Linked DNA regions of Mus musculus: region 2 is linked to region 1. Evidence: chromatin contacts called from public Hi-C data. All regions are on one chromosome and are shown on one strand. The core of a region is the stretch at or near the end of the contact, and the rest is flanking DNA. Distances in the headings are between cores, read along the strand shown. Region 1 overlaps Nbea (neurobeachin). Region 2 overlaps Nbea (neurobeachin).

Evidence for each region. Hi-C and Micro-C count contacts between places; a contact is called where the count stands out from the background.
Region 2: a contact with region 1 is called in a Hi-C map of bone marrow-derived macrophages, with 2.0 times the contacts expected there. The contact joins two enhancer-like sites. A contact is called at or near these places in 1 of 484 Hi-C or Micro-C datasets (bone marrow-derived macrophages) and 1 of 9 other capture datasets (bone marrow-derived macrophages).

Annotation. Positions count from the first base shown.
Region 1 is chr3:55,649,529-55,654,716 of GRCm38.p6, forward strand. It overlaps Nbea (neurobeachin), which reads right to left. Exons shown (of 58, transcript NM_030595.1): 50 at 150-239. Among named protein-coding and RNA genes, the nearest start is that of Gm46804, 55 kb to the right of the region's middle. Within about 2 kb of position 2,968, at least 63 of the 459 cell types and tissues checked have an H3K27ac peak or open chromatin away from gene starts, as enhancers often do. A contact at or near this core is called in bone marrow-derived macrophages, where this site is marked.
Region 2 is chr3:55,826,951-55,832,138 of GRCm38.p6, forward strand. The region is part of intron 38 of Nbea (neurobeachin); the gene reads right to left. Among named protein-coding and RNA genes, the nearest start is that of Mab21l1, 47 kb to the left of the region's middle. Within about 2 kb of position 2,116, at least 36 of the 459 cell types and tissues checked have an H3K27ac peak or open chromatin away from gene starts, as enhancers often do. A contact at or near this core is called in bone marrow-derived macrophages, where this site is marked.

The DNA.
Region 1 (5,188 bases), core at 1,718-4,217:
CTGCTTTCTTCTAGCATACCCTTGAGCTTCCAAGTCAACAGATAAACTGGGAAGCCTCTGAAAAGCCCTGAAATACCTGAAATACCATTTTATTTGATTTCTACCCGGACACAAAGGAAAGAAAAACCCCTCCAAGGCTGCTGCCTTACCAGATGCATGGCTGAACTCCTAGGCGGATGCGGCTCAATGAGCAACTGAGATGGCGTCTGTCCAAAGTTCTGTATCTGTGCTTCCATGGCCTGTAGGGCAAGGAGGGTGACTGTCATAATCAATACGTGTCAAAAGAGAGGTCAGCACACTTTTGACAATGCAAGTGGAGCTCAAGTTAGCCATAAAAAGAGTCCAGAAAATTCCAGGAGTGCTCTTTTCTCAGGGCCCAGAACTCTGCAAGTGTTTGTTAGTATTTATGGACAAGCTTCACTTCTTCTAACCATGCTTCAGTTAAGCACAGCACCGCTGTCATCGTCAGAAGCTGGGGTTAAACACAGAAATGATAATCTGTGCATCCATGCATGCAGTTAAAGACCAAAGAACACCTTAGCACTAAATACCATACAGGTACCTTAATAAAGTCCTTTGTAAGAAGGAACGTATGGGGGTCTCTAATGAAATAAGCTTCTGGAATCTTCATGGGAAAGAGAATTAGACACAATGACTACCACTGACATAAAAATGAAAATTATGCATTTCAGTCAACACCCGAGGGCAACCCGAGGTCTGAACACCAAGGCTTTGTTGTTGCAATAAAAGAGAGCAACACTTTCAATACAAAAACACAGTTCAGCTTGCTATGTGCTTTAAGAGGTATTCTGGGATATTACTTTAAGCTATGAATGAATTTCTCTCAGCTTCCTTCATGTAAACTTTCACAAAGATTCACTAAAAATGAAAGAATTCTTTGAGTATCCTGAGACATATACATATTTTTAGAAAAGCCTGTGCAGACATGAATGCTAAGATGGTATGGCTCCCATTGAATAGAACTAATTTCTATCTCAAACTGTCTGGATTATACAATATAACACTGCATGCATGTGCATGCCCGTATGCCTGTATATGTGCATCTGTGTGTTTAGAGACCTAAGTATTTCTTCAATTCATAAATTTTATAGGTAAAATATTTCAACATATTAAATTAGACTAATAAGATTTTTTCCTGAGATATTGTAAATGTGTAATTTAAGTCAACAAGGAGAAGCACAATATTTACTACCATCATTACTCTATTACCATGCTAGTTTCCCCTACAATCATGTGCAATTTGGTGCACATAAAAGTGAAATAGGAAGCCCACTGCTGAGCATGGAAGGAGCGCAGGTATGCTGTAGATGGCCCTTGACACAGTGCTGCGGCTAGTTGCATCTCCATCTACAATTCTCATTTACAAAGTACTTCAATTTAACCATCCGTCCTCCTACACCGCATTTCAACAAAGTGTTTATCAGTAAAAAAAATGTGAACTTTCAAATTTATTAGCAATATTAAACATGAATGGATCATTATCCACCATATTTTAACAAGTGCATAAAAGGGGCTTTGGTTCATTTATTTGCAGTGACAATGAGATGAATTATTAAATCTCCTTAAGTGCTGTCCAGTTTTAATGTAACATTTATTTTCATGATGTCCATTCAAATGCAAAGTGTGACTATTTAGCTAAATTGTATTCATGTAGGTACCACCACACTGTGTCTCCCCATTGCAAGATTTATGGTTATAAAAGCGGAGAAGAGACCATTTCTAGTTGGCTTCACATTATTACAATAACTCTTGAGAATTATTTGTGAGGAAAAGCAGTGCTTTTGCTGTTTAAAGCTGCCTTGGCCAGCAAACGCCCACTATCAGCTAAGGTCTTTCTAGCTGGGGCCTTTACTTCTATTCCCCCAGGAAAAAGGACCGCATGGGTGCGAGAGGCTGGGGCTACCATCACACACACACCTGAACATCAGTCACTGTCCTGAACTTAGGGAACCCAACACTCACTGAATGAAGAGACAGCAAGAATCCCCCACTTACTCTAACCTTATTTCTCAAACAGAAATATTAAAGTTATAGTAAAAAATGACAGGATACTGGCATAATTTCCAGAAACTTCTTGTCTAGTGCTCTTTGGTAATCCCTTTGGGCTGAGCAGAGTGTTCAAGCGCCATGTTTCTCTTTGGGGACGATGCTTTCTTCCTTGTGAGTTGTGTCAGATGGTCTTGTGCAGCAAAGGATTGTGTTCTAGAATTTATCTATAATGGACGGACCTGTGTCTGTGCCTTCAAAACATTCCTTCCCTTCTGAATTAAAAAATTTCAGCTCTTACTGATGTCAGAAAGGCAGGCCTGCCTCCTCTACGTTCCGGCTTTGGCCCCTGCCAGACAATGGCCAGCGAGCCTGCTGCCCCTCCTTCTTCTTCTGCACCTCTTCCCCAAGCCCTTTTAAGGGAGTCATTGGTGTCTCCTTGCTGAACAGACGGGTACTGGACTAGGAGACCAGCCTACTGTGATGGAGGCCATCACACAGCTTAGGAATCTGTGATTGGGGCACTCCCTGAGAGATCCACTCCACGCAGGAGGAAGTCCTCCACTGATGTTGTCCTTGTGCTGGGACTTGGCACATCATTACCAGCTTTCCCCATACTCTCAGAGTACAGTTTCTCCCTCTGTCATGGAAGTGCATCCATGACTATGTGTCTGTTTGCTCAGACTGACTCTGCAGGTCAGGACTGTGGCTGTCGTCCCAACATCTGTAACACTGACTATAACAGTGGAGCACCAGTGGGGTAATCTGGGCCAAGCTGGAAGCCGATCCAGAAAAGAGAAAGTGCACGGACATGGGTAGAGAAGACACGGGGCCCATTATTTACAAGAGTTCAGTGCCACTGCAGCAATTAGGCTGACAAACATATAAATGCTTAGTCAACACCCACACTGCCCTCAGGAAGTCCTCAGGAAATCAGAAATGCACATGAGTGCACACAGCAGGGAGGACTGTGGGTGGAGACAAGGCCAGACTGCATGTTTCACTTCCTTCATCCCTGACTGGTTATTCTAGATGCTGGGATTTGTGAATGAATGTCTTCAGTCTAGGCAGTGTTAATATTCAGGAAGATGAGTCAGAGAGATGGCATAAAACTAACCTTTGGAAATGAGCCTGTCAACCCCACTTCCTTTACTAAGAAGCTATCCAGAATTAGAAGGTGTTAGGAAATGAGTTTGTCAACTCAGTTTCCTTCACTAAGAAGTTACCCATTATTAGAAGCTGTACACCTGAGAGTCAAGGAAGTCTAGCAAGTGTCCCTGTGAGAAGCACGGTCCACACAGGGAACAGGTGCAGCACTTGATTCTTTTAAAAAACAAAGGAGCTTATCAAGCCTTCTTGTTCTACAAACTTCAAAGGACACAGGGTGTGAGCCTCTTCAGGCATCTGAGTGGCCAGGCCCCAAACCACCCTGAGACCCTCCAACCACCAGGCTCCACCTGCACTCTAATAGTCTAAAAGCCCCAACTCACCCCCTTCTCCAGATGCTCTGCTCCAAAACTCAAGCTCAGGACTTGAAAACCCAACAATCCCTGATCTTGAAATTGCACCAATTCCTGGGCTCATCCCAAGCTCAGGATCTGTAATCCCACCAATCCCCACCCTAGAAAACTGTGCCCCTAAGAAACCCTGTATAATCTCCCTCCCAGGTCTTTGTTGCTTTGTGCCCAAGCAAAGGCAGCCACCCTCTGTGTTTTCCCCAGTAAATCTCTTGTATGAAGTTTGTTGTCCCATGTGACTTTGTGGTGTTCTTTGGCTCCTGACTGCCAGGAGTCCTTTCCCCTCAGTGCTGTAACACTTGCACTGGGGAAACCTGTACTCTTAAAGCTATAACATTTACACAGGATCCTTGGTGGACAATGGTTTTATTGCTGATATGAAAACATGGGTTGGTTGGCTTGGTCTTAGAACGCAACACTGCTTAATCAGGTTTGTGATCTCTAAATTGGAACCCTAGATTTTGAAATTATATTAGTTATTGCTATATCAGTTATGCACTGATATGAGTAGGCCACACTTGCAATGACGTGCACAATGAAATCAGAGGATGACTTGAGATGGTTCTTTCTACCATGTAGGACCTGGGGAGTCAAGCTTAGCTCATCAGGCTCCGTGGCTATCTCCTTCACCTGCTGAGTCTTCTTGCTGGCCCAGAGCTTGGAGATTTCAGCACACTTATGCAAATCGCATTCAAGGCTCCAGCAAGACAAAGACAGAGTAAACACAGTTTTTCTCCTTATCTAGACAAAGACTTGGGAATGGAACCTGATGTTTTCTTATCTCGACCTTTGGTGACAGTAATGTGAGCACCTGTATGAGCAACTTTCTATCTCTCCTTAGCTAACTGTCTCAAATCACACCTCACCTATAAAGCTAATCACTATTTCCATGCTTATCAGTATCAATATCTTCTTCTCTGATATTTCTAGAAACTGAATGATAAGGAGAACATTTTACTTGTGTGCCCTATGTGGATCAACACAGTGTCTGTGATATCCATTCCTCTTTCAGTCAGTATTCATTTCAATGTCCAGCAGTGTCCCATTATCAGCTCAGCACAGCTTAGAGACCTGTTAGCTTCTGGTTTTAGAAGTAGTTGCACATTTGTGATGGAGGGAGGCAGGTACCACTGGATTAACATGTTGATATGGTGGTAGGCAGCATTATCATCGGATGTGCATCACTATATGGTGGTAAGCAACTATTACCGTTGGATGTGTACCTGGATATGGGGCAGTTGCTATGGACAGAATACACACATGTGCTCCAAACTGTGGTATTGACTTATGTATTTATGTTTATGAACCTAGAATGTAATGGTTACCGCTATAAATGAGGAAGGCATTTGGATTTGTGTGGTCTGTAGGGTATTTACGTATTATAGCTACTACATGCCAGAGCCCATTCTCTTACCAGCTGATTACAAGTAGGAAGACCACCTCGGTTTTCTACTGTGAACTCTTTAGATAGAAATACAAGTTCAAGATGGCTTCTAACAACCTACAATTTTTCTATAGTGATTCTGAACCATTTTTGTATTATTACCCTGCAGAATATTCACTAGTCAATCATGAAATGCTTAGCACCTGTCTCTCTCTAGAGCCTGCCACAATGCAGGTGTGTTCAACCCCACAGGGAGATTTGAGTACTTAAGATTCTGCAG
Region 2 (5,188 bases), core at 866-3,365, 180 kb after region 1:
TGCCAGCTTCTGCCTCACAAGTGCTGGGATTAAAGGCATGCACTACCTCAGCCTGGAGTTTTGTCATTTTTTATTTATATACACTTCATAAAGTACCTATATTAAATATACTCTGTATGATATAGTGCAACAGTGTATAGATATACATTATATAGTATATATACATTATGTATGGAGTACAGCATACAAACCTGACACACTATTTTAAAGACAAGGCTTATCACAGTGTGAGAAGGCAGGTGACTCACACCTCTGAAGGGGCTTATGGAGTGCTGTCTCTGCCTTTGAGCTGCCATTCTGAATCGCTCCTTCCCTGCTCTGTGTGTGTGAAGCTGGGTCTGTAACTACATCTCCAGTCTTTTCAGTGTACAAGAAGGAAGTGAGCAACAAAGACAAGTCTTTTGCTCTAGAAAGCTGGAATGGCAGCCGAAGCCTCTGGTACATGCTTAGTGGTTTAAGAACTTTCAGCAAAGTTTAAGGAACCACTACCCCTGCTAACTTTACACACTTGTTTAGCGATAACAGCAACCAAATAACACTATGTATGTTGATAATATGATTCAGAAAAAGTAGAGATAATGCAGATTTGAAATGCTTCAAAAAATATTATTTAGGCTAGGAGTAGCAGGGCAGGCCTGTGAGTCCAGCTATTCAGGAGGTTCAGGCAGGAGATTTAAAGTTCAAAGCCTGTACTACAGAGTGTGACACTGCTGATGGGGGAGGGGTAAGGGAGGGAGAGAGAGGGAGGAAGGCAGAGGGGGAAGGCTATCCCCACAAAATCCCAGCAGAAAATATAAACATTTAAATAAAAGTAATTTTCTTTATGACTTTGATAAAAACAAGGTAATTTTCAAACAAACAAACAATACAAAACAACAAAAACAAAACAAAATAAAATAATGAACCAAAAACCTTCAGAAGGCTTATTTTTCACAGGATGCTAGGCAAGGATGATGGCCAGTGATCATTTATTTTCAGGACATCCAAGATCACTAGCATAGCTTCCCTAGTATCTCACTGCATGAGAACGGCCTTTTCTGAACTCGAGCCTCTTCCTAGCACAGGCATTTCTGACAGACAGCATGGTCCCTTCTCTCTACAGATATCAATTCTCTAACTGTTCTCTTGTACTTCTGCACATACTGAAATTCTGCTAGTTACAGATTTAGGGAACTCTAATCCACTGAATTCAGCAACCCCCATCTTATATCTTCCATGTGGGTGTCTCTAAATGAATTGGAATATTAAAAAAATGTTAGGTCCACATTTTTCATTTATGCAGAACTAACTGGGCATCAACTGTACTGATTTTTATAGCAAAGATATTAACAGTGAAAAGTCAACACATACACATATGTGTGGTTTACACAAGATAAAAAGCATACAAAGGCCAAAGGTCAGGTCACATATTAGAGAACATGATCACCCCCCACCCCCAAGCCACCAAAACCTACCACAGCGAAAGGACAGAGATGAAATAATAAAATCAGTATCCTCAGCCAGGAGTGGAGCCATGCACAAAACAGACCACTCTATCTGTGCACTCTTTTCCTTTGCAGAATCCAATAAACTGCCATTATATTCCTTCTAAATGGTCCCATTACTAGGATTCTATAACAACGGCCTAATCTCTTGATAATTATAATAAATGCTTATAATCAAAGCAGGGACCATTTAGAAACGGAAGGAGAAAAGCTGCTTTCTATCAAACTCACTATAGCTCCCTGACCTCTGAAGCTTTCAGTGCAGCTTCCCTTCCCATTTTGCTCAAATAAATATTTAAGAAAACCCCAGCTCAATGAGACTTTGACCTGAGGCATTTTAGCCTAACTTTTTGTTTCATTTAAAAATATGTTAACAATTAAAATAAAGAGACATGTTTACTTTAGCACACGCATTCTAGAATTTAAGTGATAAATGACTTGATCAGAGACAGTATTTCCTCAGGGAGCAAACATAATAGTCACTTTAGAAAATGACAGTGTGGTGATGAGCTACCCTCTCGAGGCGGCTTTAAGGAAGTATCATTTTCCTGGAGCACAGCACAGTTCAATGCAGAAGTTGGGTCTGGGCTTTCTTGATAAGCAGTGCTAGGCCATGGAAGTAATTTAAGGCTGGTAACGTGACAGGAAATGACTACACACGATCAGGGTGTCTTTCATCTGCATGCATCTCACTTGTTAGCCGTGAACAGCAAGAAGCCAGCTGTGATGATGGTAGGACGAAACTATCAACCTGGGCTACAGCCACGGGGGAACTTTTCAGTCATTGTTGTTGTTATTTGTTTTGTTTATTTATTTATTTACACTCAATATTTTATTCCCCTCCTGGTCCATCCTCCAACTGTTCGGTCTTTTTTTTTTTTTTAAGTAGTGATTTTTAATAAAATGTAGCAAAAAATGACCCTAAATGATCCTAAATGTTCCTATCTCTATATAGGGTTTCCACCAACTGTCAAAAGTGATGGATCTGATTTATAATCAAAACTTTTGTGCTCAGTTGTGAGAATAAACAGAATTATGAGGAGAAAATTATCAAAGAGAAGGAAAATATAAAATACAGTGCCTTCAAGGCAGAGGCAGCTATGCTTTATGTGGTATTCCCAGAGGCTCCGAGGGAGCTTGTAACAGCACACTGAAAAGCTGGACCCTTCGTGAAAACTTGTACATTTATTTAACTAAGTACAATCTCTGAAAATGACCTTGATCCAATGCTTCACCAGGGTCTTACAATGATCTAAAATGACTGCCTGACACCCTTTAAATAGCATTATTTAAATCAAAGTCATTACGGGGTGGGGGGACAGTATTAAGGCAGGGGCATGAAGGACAGGTCTTTGGTAACACACTCAGCATCTTTGTCATAAGAGTGACGAGCAATAGAAACCATCTTAGTCTTTCGAACGGCTAGGGACAGTGTGATCTTTACATTCCCAGGGGCTTATTCACTGCTTGATGGAAGTAAGTGTCAAAGAGAAAGAATTTATAAAACAGAAATGCTGCTTAAGACTTAAAATTTTATATGCAAGAATTTTAAGTGGCAGTTTCCTCAAAACAAGTGTCACCTAAATAAATATTTAATATTTACAAAATTTAGTCATTTTGTAAACTTAATAGGCTAATTTTCATAAATCACCGCCCACTGCAAACCAAGCATTTGACCATGTCTACATCTCCTGTACAGAATCCCCAGTGACCAGGAGTGAATAGGCAGGAACAGCATAGATAAGAAACAACTGAGAAGTGGTAAAACTGCAGCACACTGTGCAGTCTTTTAACTCACTCATTACTTTAAAAGATGTTTCTGTTTCAGTTAGCCAACACAGGTCATACTCTAGGAGAGACGGATTGTCCCGTATTAAGAGGATGATTAGTCCAGTAAATTACGGCTTTCAGATGAAGCCGGCTGTTATATCGCTGTGCTGGGAAGGGGATAGGAGGTTCATTTCAGCACAAGGTAATTATGTGGGGCCAGTGTGTTACCATTTATCATGGCTGAAAGATGACACTCACTGCTAGCCAAGGGAAGCTGCTGCACAGAGGCCCCCATCTAGATCAATACACCATGAATTTTTTTTCCTGGCAAAAAAAGTAATTATACAACAGAAACTTCCCAATCAATACCTTTTCCAGGCTAACACAGATTCTACTATGTCAGCCATCCCCTAAATCTACCCATTAAATACAAATTAAGCTTCTTTTTTCGTGATGTTAGTCATATTTTTCAGTGTTATTTTAAATCTTAACTACTTGTTCCTGATACATAAGAGAGTGCCATTGGCTTATGCTTATTGTTTGTATGGTAATAAAGCATGCCAGGTTTCTCTTGAGTGTATAGTAAGGTATGAAAATGGTCATAGACCAACTAAGGACTATTGTTTGTTTGTTTGTTTTTAAGAAATGACAATTCATGTGAAAACCTGTCCACACAGAACACAATGGAGAGCAGTGCAGAAGCAGGGAGCAACTGTTCAGTCAGGACTATTATCTTCTCTAGTGACTAAGATCTACAAACAGCATGCTGAATATTTGGAAATATACATTTTAATTTTTCAATATAAAAATCTATCTTTAGCCAGGGCATTAGAAAATATATAGTTATATACAGGTGTTAATGTATATACATATATACACACATACACACATGTGGATGAAAACAGATGTTAAAATCATCTAAAAATCCATCAAATTGTCAATTTGACAACTGCTTTCTCTGAGATAGAGTTTAGTCTTATAAACTAATCTAATATATCAGAAAAGGTTAAAGGGCAAGAAAAAAATCACTACTTCGGTGAAAAAAATTTTGACATCCAATTTTCAAGCTGATTTATCAGTGGAAAGCTAAAATGGATAGGCTGCCATTACTGGGGAGCAGCCCGTCTAAGAAAGCTGTTACAAAACCTCCCATTTTGATTTAGCCACATTAATCAATACAAACCTATACTGTTTCAATTTTTAAAACATTGATCTGCTGTAAGCTTAGTTCAGCCACATCTATCAACAATCATAAAATACTCAATATATTTTTAAATACTGGCACAGAAATAAAATGATAAAATGAAATTCAGGTTTACCTGTCATGATGGTTCATAATTGCTACAAAATAACAGTTTAATCTAGTTAACTAAGAAACCGAGTTACTATTTTCATATGCTAGAAAATTAACTAAGAAACTGAGTTACTATTTTCACATGTTTTCACTCTGTCTGTTCCTCCTTTAATACTAAAAACACCTCCAGTTGTTAAAGATAAGAGCAGAACACTGAAAGAATCTCAGACTTTGCAGTGAAGATATCTGAGGATCACGGAAGTCTTTTTGGGGGGGGGAAGAGGGGGTCCAGACAGGGTTTCTCTGTGTAGTTTTGGCTTTCCTGGAACCCTCTGTGTAGACCAGGCTGGACTTGAACTCACAGAGATCAGCCTTCCTCTGCCTCCTGAGTGCTGGAACTGAAAGACTGCACCACTGACAGCTTTTTTGCTTTTTTTCCCCCCCGAAGAAAGATTATTTTAAATCTACTTGTTAAATTCAAAATATATGGATTAAATGGTTAATATAATAAGTGTTTTGTTCAAGTCATATGCAATGTTCTTAAGATAAAAATCAGAAAAAAAATCAGCATGCTTTATCCCTAAGGTATATCAGTGCATCACAAGTGCTGTATCTGAAATGCTATTAAGGATCCAAAGGG